Linked DNA regions of Danio rerio: all the other regions are linked to region 2. A link is a contact called in public Hi-C and HiCAR-type data. All regions are on one chromosome and are shown on one strand. The core of a region is the stretch at or near the end of the contact, and the rest is flanking DNA. Distances in the headings are between cores, read along the strand shown. Region 1 holds the start of sgtb (small glutamine rich tetratricopeptide repeat co-chaperone beta). Region 2 holds the start of zfand5b (zinc finger, AN1-type domain 5b). Region 3 holds the start of erbin (erbb2 interacting protein).

What was found. A called contact is a pair of places that touch in the nucleus more often than the background predicts. HiCAR-type assays count read pairs that join an accessible place to other places.
Region 1: a contact with region 2 is called in a HiCAR-type map of caudal fin, with 7 times the contacts expected there. The contact joins the promoter of sgtb here to the promoter of zfand5b in region 2. A contact is called at or near these places in 2 of 4 datasets of contacts at active chromatin or transcription factors (caudal fin and gastrula embryo).
Region 3: a Hi-C map of hematopoietic stem cells shows a contact between it and region 2, with 3 times the contacts expected there. The contact joins the promoter of erbin here to the promoter of zfand5b in region 2. A contact is called at or near these places in 9 of 18 Hi-C or Micro-C datasets (caudal fin, embryo, hematopoietic stem cells and 2 more) and 3 of 4 datasets of contacts at active chromatin or transcription factors (caudal fin, embryo and gastrula embryo).

Annotation. Positions count from the first base shown.
Region 1 is chr10:17,684,121-17,687,154 of GRCz12tu, forward strand. It overlaps sgtb (small glutamine rich tetratricopeptide repeat co-chaperone beta), which reads right to left and starts at 1,597. Exons shown (of 12, transcript NM_001002225.2): 1 at 1,497-1,597. The coding sequence starts at 1,533.
Region 2 is chr10:17,882,048-17,885,085 of GRCz12tu, forward strand. It overlaps zfand5b (zinc finger, AN1-type domain 5b), which reads left to right and starts at 1,352. Exons shown (of 5, transcript NM_200949.1): 1 at 1,352-1,463. It also overlaps a transcript of erbin not described here.
Region 3 is chr10:17,733,827-17,737,119 of GRCz12tu, forward strand. It overlaps erbin (erbb2 interacting protein), which reads left to right and starts at 1,279. Exons shown (of 24, transcript NM_001193543.1): 1 at 1,279-1,713.

The sequences.
Region 1 (3,034 bases), core at 347-2,846, 200 kb before region 2:
ATGTTGTACATGACATATAGGAGAATATGTTGTACATTTTCCTGCTTTTAATTTTATATTATAATAAAATATAATATCACCATTGCATTTTCTAATTCCCAAAATGTTCTTGATAAAAAAAAAGAACAGAACTTCCCTTGAATGCTATGAAATGTGTTGACTTTGTAGCACTTGCTATGCGAATTTAACATGAAAAAACAACTTCATCTTCATCACAAGCTCTGTCAATATCTAGTTTTACTCCTCATCAGTGTTGAGTATTACATCAATGTTTCCATTTTTAAGATGTTGGCTTAAAATCTTTACTGATATATTAATATACAGTACTTAACCCTCTGGTCTTATTCAGACAAAACTATTTGTTTTATATTGTAAATTCAACAGAATGGTATGAAAGTTTGTGACTTTTGCAGCACTCGCTATGCAAACATACAGTCAGAAAACCGTGGACTTGTTTCAAATATGCTAAATGATCGCAGATGGCAGATTCATTGAGAAACGAAACACCACATTGTTACTTTGAGACACAATGTTCAATGCTCTGGGGAAACAAAACAGAGAACAGATCATACAAATTCACTCAATATTAAGTTCTCTGTTGAAGTGCTGTATAAGTCAATAGCACATTGCAAAAGTGCTCATGAACAAATAGTCTACCCACTGAGTGGCACTAATTTCCCTCTAAAGAATTTCACATACTTTAAGTACTTGTATTATAAAACTCAAGCACAGCATTAATTTTAATAAATAGCACCCATTGCATTAGAATATGAAATAATTGTCCAAAATAAATGTGACTATTTTAGTACCATAAAATCCAAAATAGCAAAAATGAAAAAAAAAACATTTACATTTTTATAAAAATACAACTATTGTATCATTAAAATCATTGTTTTGGCCATCAAACACATGTGTGATATAAACAATACCATAGGGTTAAGTATGTTTATGTTAACGTTGTATACATAATGCTGCTGTGTGTGTTGTTGCAGGGGTTAATTACATAACGTTCACCTATGAATTATTTTATAAGCTTCTGATCATCAAAGCCATATTTGACACATAAATACTTCTGGTGCCACTCTTACAGAATATACATAATACTTTCACACAGCTGCGATACACAGTCAAGCACAACATACGTCCCTAGATAACAAAAGCCAAAACATATGATGCAGTTATGATGTAATGCTGACAACAACTGAATCAAAATGTCACCCTACAACATGAAACATCATTAAACCTCCTGTATATTTCTAAATACACCCATATCGCAGATCAGCACTAGTGTGTGCATCACAGATGGTCCGTGTTTACACTGCTTTACACAGATTGCAGGGGGCTGTGCAATGGCTGAACACGTTCGCAGTTTATTTAACGCACGGAAAGAGAAACCTCTGGTACTCTTCTTCAATAGCTTCGCATTTCTCATAAAGCGTAAAAATATCAATAACATTATAGTGTTGTGGATGCTGTGCGCGCCCCCGCCCACCTACCTGGAGAAAGTGCCCGCAGCGCTCGCTCCACAGTCATGAACACTCTCGTGACACTGATGCTCAGCACTGCGCACGCGCATCACTGACGGAAATGACTGGTCGAGGATCACCACCACCATGAAGAGTTTTATTCATAATCTTATTACGTATAAGACGCGAGTTTAGCTTTCTATATAAAATTAATTATTCATTTTATATTTAATAAAACCTTTGATAAATATTATAACTCAATGTAGTTTTAATAATTTATAGTCAGTTACAAGAGATGATGTGTCAAAAAATTTCATACCAAAATTCATTCATTTTCCTTCAGCTTAGTCTCTATTTCAGAGAGACTAATTTCAAAGGCCGCCACAGCGGAATGAACTGCCAACTATTGTTTTACACAGTGAATGTCCTTCCAGCCACAACCCAGTAGCTAACTTTACTGGGTAACGTCCATAGGCTACACTCACATTCACACACACACTACAGCTAATTTAGTTTATTCAATTCATCTATAGCTCATGCTTTGGACTGTGGGGAAACCGTAACACCCGGAGAAAACCTACACGAACACGGGGAAAACATGCAAACTCCACTCAGAAAAGCCCACTGGTCCTGCCAGGACTCAAACCAGCGACCTTCTTTCTGTGAGGTGATAGAGCTAACCACTGAGCCATCGTGCCGCCCCACACAATGTATTGTGACTATATGAAAACAAAAAATGACTCAGTCTTCAGTTTAATACAAGCCATTAGAAATCGCGCCTAAAATGATATGCTCGAGTCTAGAAACATTACTGATTATTATAAGAAGAAAACAGTTGTGCTGCTTCAGAGTTTTGTGGAGAATCATGATTATTAAAGTGTCAAAGCCCTCAAAATATGAAGCAGGAAATATGAAACATATTTAACTTATAATAATAATAACCATTTTAATGACTGAGCGATGAGCACCAATTATAATTGATACTAATTAATGTCCCTTTTTCGGTCATAGTACAGCAGCAAGTCAGCAAATGATACAATAGGCCTACATCACAGACTGCTATATAAAGCAAACATATATTGACTAAATTATTCATTCATTCATTTTCCTTATTTGGTTTAGTCTCTTTAATTATCAGGAGTCATCACAGTGGGATGAACCATCAATTTATCCAGCATATGATACCCTTACGGTTGCAACCCAGTACTGGGAAACACCCATACACTCTCAATCACACACATACACTACGGTCAATTTAGTTTATTCAATTCACCTAGCGCATGGCTTTGGACTGTGGGGGAAACCAGGCCTGAATCAGCAAACTTCTTGCTGTGAGGTGACAGTGCTTACCGCTGAGCCACTGTGTCGCCCCTGACTAAATTCGTATATAAATAAAATGTTTAAAATGGCAATTCTGTCATCATTTATGTAGTCTTCTTTCAAACCTATTTGAGTTTCTTCCTTTGTTAAACAAGATATTTTGAAAGATCTGAATCCATTAACTTCTATTCGTTTGTCTTATGGAAGTCAATGTTTTTTCAGCTTTTTTCAAAATATCTTGTTTTGTG
Region 2 (3,038 bases), core at 102-2,601:
AAAGAACCACATATTGATCAATAAGGTTTAACATTAAGTTATGATTGAAGTGCCTCTAGTTACAGTTATGAAATAGCTTGATAATAAGCAGGAAATGGTATTGGCCTAATGACATGACCCTATTGAAAACGTCATCCCAAAATGCTGTCTAGCTAAGCAACTTTTTTCATTTTAAGGTGTCTAGTGTTCAGAATCTAGAATGGGTATGGATTTGACTAGAATGTTGTACTGACTGAATGAGCGTGTCCTTCAGAGAGCCAGCTCTGGGTCAGCAGATCACTGTGTGGAGATCGACATCTGATACAAGCAGAGCTGATGTAAAAATAACCTGCAGCAAACAGATGTACTGTACAGAAAGTGTGCGCTAAGATTGTTTTCTTTCTTATACTGATACATTGTCAAAAGGTAAGATCTGATCAAGATTAAACTTTGTGCCTGATTTTACTAAATAATAATATTAATAAATAAAAAACACATTCTGAAACCAATGCAGTTAACTGTGGTAATAGTATAGTAAAAGAGGCAACCTTGGATTGGTTAATAAATTATTTGTATAACTATATCATATTATAAATACCATGGTTAATAATATAGTTCACCCAAAACTGAAAATACTGTCATCATTTACTCATCCTTTACTTATTCTAAACATGTTTGAGTTTCTTTCTTCTGTTGAACACAAGCTATATTAAAAAAAGCTAGTAACCTCTAACCATTGACTTCCATAGCATTTGTTTTTTCTACTACAGAGGTCAATGGTTACAGGTTTTCAGCTTTCTTTAAGCTATTTTCTTTTGTGTTCAGTGGCATAGAGAAGCTCATAAAGGTTTAGAACCATTTGAGGGAGATTAAACGGTGTATAATTTAACAAAAAACTAAAGTTTGTGTAATAAAACACATGGTTTACTATGGTATATCAAGGTATTTGGGCTGAAATTGTGGTAACGTGGCACGTTTTAAGGGTGTGTTTGTGTTTGTAAGATCTGTTTATCTTATCAGTTACAGTACTCAGAACTTGTTCAGAAATCACTGGAAGAAGAAAAAATTCACCTCTTGGTAAAGTTGTTTAATTGACCTTTATGTATCACTTTATCTTAAAAATATTTGAAATTCTAGAAAAAGAAGCTCACCTATTTGGAAACTGCAGTGAATAAAATCAAGTATTTGACAAGTGTAGTACAGTGTGTTGCGAATTGCGATAGAGTTATTGCTTCAGAGCAGAAGTTGTTTTTGTACAGTCAACTTGTTATGACTGGCGTCCTAAGCCCCGCCTCAAAGACGTGTCAATCTCCATGACGTCAGGTCAGCTATTAAAGAAAACCAACAAACAGCAGCCCGAAAAAACACACACATAGTACACACCGAAACGGACACATCGGCGGACTAGCAGCACAGACTGCCGCGGAGGGTTTCACATACACACCGTCTCTTACTTTGGGAGCTTCTCTTTTTACTCAAATAAGGCAAGTAAAACACTTTCTTCACCTATTACAGTGCTCGTCTTAACGTTATAACAAGATGTGAATCACGTTAAATGTGTAGAAAAGCTGCTACTATACATAATATATCTGTTGTCCAGTTATTCCTCGTTGTAAAGTCGTTTAATGTGTCAGTTGATAGCTAAAAGGAATGAACTTGGTGAACCTGGCGAGTTTCGCCAAATATGGTTGTTAGCCGATGCTAGCATGTTAGCTAGTCAAATTAGCCTGTTGTTCCCTTCAAACTAAAAAGCTAAAAAACGAAACGAAATTAACAGATTCGTGTTAAAACACTTATGTTTTCGTTTTAACATACTGTTTGCTCCGCGTTTCGATTGATTTTGTTCTTAGGGAACGTCGAGAAGAAAAAATGAGACCGTTTGTACGTTAGCAGCTAACGTTAGCTTGGCTTTGAGTATTTATTCAGACCAGCTTGATAGTCATGAATGTATTTATATCATTAATTTAGTAATTTATTCGTTCTATTAATGCTATCGTTTTTATTTGGTCTCTTTTTGTTTATTTAGCGAGATAGTGTACAGGAAATCCAAAGGACTCCTTGGTTCTCATTAACGTTAGCTCAAATGTTTGTCACTGTGTGTACGAATAAACGTCTTTAAAAATAATTTAACGTTACCCTCTGTGTTTAGTAATATTTTGTCAGATTTGTTCAAAGTTCACCTTTTTGTTAGCAAATCCTTGCGTTTTTATGAACACTGTTTGCACTTTGGCTCAAACAGGAAGAGTGCTCGAAACAAAGGAGAGCACAAAGCATTTCACCCTGACCCAGATATATAACAGCTAAACAACCACATTACCGTCCATCCAGACCCATTCACCACCACAAACCCTCCAGACTGAGCGCAGCACACAATCTGAGGCTGCCAGAGCTTGGGTTTTGTCAATTATGAGCTTTAAATGCGACTATGTTTGTTAGCCATGATGCTAAAGTTAGCATGACTCAGTGGATTTCACTATGAGGCCTTAAACACTGATATAGCACTAAATACTCGTATAGAAATACACTTACATCGTGTATAACGCACACATACAATGTTTACATTGCCTGCATAGCACATTATTAGACTTGGCCTAAGCTGTTTCTTCATGTTGGTGTATTGAGTGATCACTTTTCTGTTGTCTCTATTCTAGTATGACATCTCTTTAGCCTAATGGTTTTGTTCAAATATTTGACTTCGATTTGTGCACTACTTATGCAGTATCAGCCAGGCAGGGATATACGGATCAGAATGGCCAACACATGGAAGTAGGATGAAAAAAACAACCCATTTTTGGCTTTATCGAAATATGAGGCCATGCGTAGGGAGGAGGAGGAGGGCGCTACGCAAAACAAGCTCCTACTAGAGGTGTATGATGTAATGGAGGCAGGTCAGGACGATCAGGGGTATTTATAGTCTGAGCACACTGCTGTTCGCATGGTGGAGGCTGTTCAGAACAACATGTCACATTGCACCCTTGTGATGGATGAAAACTAATCCAGCCATCCATGTGAGCGAGGGCCAGCAGACACACACACGTGATGCAGCCCATTTTCAGGGG
Region 3 (3,293 bases), core at 29-2,528, 150 kb before region 2:
CAAAAACTAAATATCCATCAATTTTTTTTCTTTTTTTTTTGAAAATGTATTTTAAGAAAACTAAATAATGATTAAAATTTTTAATAAAATATTAAATAAAAGTTGAATGGGTGCATTTCAGGACTTGGGCACTATGGCTGGTATTGCTTAAGGCCGACAAAATCATTAATCCGCCCTTGCCCACGCCAACACGGTGAGACAAACTCCAGACAGAAATGCCAACTGAACTGACCCAGTCAGGACTCAAACCAGTGGTCTTGCTGTGAGGGGACAATGCTAACCACTGAGCCACCGTGTCGCCCTGTTTTAGTTTTTGTGCTGAAAAAATTACGTGATAGTGTGAATGTATTGTTCGCCAAGAAACAAAAACTAGAATAATTAATGGCGTCTTGGACAGTGTTTGGTACAGTTAGGAGTTTTACATACTCTAATAAACTACTGCAACTATTTTATAACAAACTACTACACTAATATACAAATATAGAGAAAATAAGTGACCATATTATATACATTTTATTCATTGTTTTAAAATTTAGTATTATATAATTGAGGCCTACCACAATGATTCAATCTATTAAATAAAAATAGTAAAATAAATAAAACATCCATTAAATTAAACAACAAAACAAATATGTAAAAATACTAAAATAATTTAGATTGTAAATAATAATATAAATGTATTAATAATAATTCATATATATATTAAATGCATTTTAATAAATACATTTTACAAAATTGTATGTAAAAGTAATTAAATCCATTAACCACATTGATTCGTAGTTTAACACAATCACCATAAAACAAACAAATATAGATATTAAAAAAATAATATTGTCTTTTATAAATAATATAATATACATATTAATAATGTCACCTATAATGTCAAATAATATTTTAGAATATTATATTTATATTTCTATATAAATTGCCTCTTTATAATTTTCATTTAATAAGGAATTTAAAGGGGTAGTTCACCCCAAAATTGTAATTTACTCTCTTCAAGAGGTTCCAAATTTCTATTTTAAGTTTTAAAATAAATAAATTATCTTTATTGTTGAATAGAAGAAACTTGAACAGGTTTGGCTAAAGTGGAGAGTCAAATAAATATATTTAATTTTCTATTTCATACACAAATTGATTAAAAAAATTATTTTTATTTCTGCAAAATAAAAAAAATATTTATTTTTCTTTTTGAGTGAAATGTCCCTTTAACAGACTAAAAGCTTCGCTACCGGTCAAATCGAATCGTTCAAGAGAACCGATTCAGAAGGGCGATTCAGAACATCACCATTAGCACAACTGTAGTGCAGACTGGCCAGTGCTCGAGCGCTGCTTTCACTACTCCATCACTTCAATGACTGCTCCTTCGCGGCTCAATGTAAATTCATGATCTCGGCGACCTCTGTGGTCGCTTTTTACCGTACGGACTCTGTTTTTGTTACCCTCTTGTCTCGTCAAACCATCTATATTTTTTGCAACAGCCAGAAAACTTCAAGCAGCTGTGAGCAACTTTCCGTCGCGCTGTGAGGTGAAGAATGCATTAGCTCGCTCAGCTAGCAGCAGCTTTCTTCGGCTTTCCAGCATCTAGCGCTGTTTCTCGTGGGCTTTGTGATGTTTTTCCGTGTCTCCAGTCGTGAACTAACCCTCATGGATTAGCTGAATGATTTCCCCCCTCGTAAATGAAAGGAAAATAACGGAAAGGTTTAGTTTAAGGTGAGTACAAGACATTTTATTTGTCCTTCAGCGGTTTGGTTGGTGTCTTCCTCAGCGTTAGCCAGATAATGCTAAGAACGAACGCTGGGGGACGTTTGTTTGGTGTCCAATTCCTATTTCTTATTAACATCGTTGTTTATAATTGACCTACTTTTTGTTTTCGATGTGTACATATTCATACATTAGAATATTGCCAACGAAGCGAGTGTATTATCATAGTTAGAGTCTAACGTTAGACGCGAGGTGTTTACAGTGCTCTCCGTTTGGGCATATGTAACGTTACTATGCATAACGTGTTATATCACAAAACAAAAAACACACTTTAACGTACTCAATGATTTAGAATTGACATGAATTTAGTTATTAATTTTCGAATGTGAGGTTTGATTGTTGAAAATACTGTACAGTAACCTCTATCTCTCAACACATCCTGTTTTCTGTTCTGTCTCCTATTGAATACACCGTGTGGTTAACGCGGTATATCTGCTGCTGCAGTGTCTCGTTTATAATGTGTAATGAGTAATTTACTGTCACTCTATCACTCCAAATCACACTGAAACATTAACGTTTCATGCCTTTGCTTTGTTTCAAAATCACTTCCTGCTCGGAACAGGTTGTGTAGGTAAAAAAAAAACAGAGGTCGTGTTGATGGTTTACGATTACTATGAGCAGATCCTTTCGCTTAGTGATCAGATTAGCGTTTCAGTAGTTATTAAAGGCTTTGAGAGTGTAATGATCGAAATCGGTGAATCAGGGCTTGTTCAGGAGCTCTGCGATGACTCCAAACGTCGGACAGTCTGTGGGGTTATGCTCATTTTAGGCCCCATTCAAACTCATGATGAAGGAATGAATGGGTGCACTGCATCCTCTGTCATGGGATAATGAGAAGTGCGATCAGAAAATGACCCAGGGGAAAATGTTATTACTCATCATAAGTTCATAATCAGAGCACTCGTAGCACTTACATTTTTTTAATCAAATGTTATTTGATAACATTTTAGACTTTAAATGTGTGGACTTGTTTATCATTGATTTATGAACAAAATCGAGTCATTTAAATGAGTTTTTGATTATTTATTTATTTTTTTGGAGATTTTAAGAGATTTGAGTTGATGAGATTTTCCAAAACACATTTTGAGTTGAATTCATGTTTTGTGAACATTGGTAACCTATAGCAAGCCTCCGTGTAGGTGGTGATGCTTAACATGACAGCGAAGGAAATCTAATGATCAGTTGGGTTAATGGGGAAAAAAAAAACTTACCACATTTTTCTACCCCTTATGGAAATGTCTTTAATAGTGAATGAAAATTGAGATTGTTAACCATTAGCTTTTTTTGATCCTTTTGTTTGCTTTAATTCAGCTTTTAAAAAATAATCTTGCAGAAATACATCATTATCCATATTAATTCTATACAGAAGTTCCACCAATCAGTGATGTGCAGAGAGCAAAGCATGCCAAAAGCGATCTACAGCTCTACTCATTCCCATAAAGCACTTCGCACTGTGTAAACACGTATCTATAGATCTATAACCAAACATTTATTTTAGATTGTTCATATTTTTCATCAATGTTTATTTT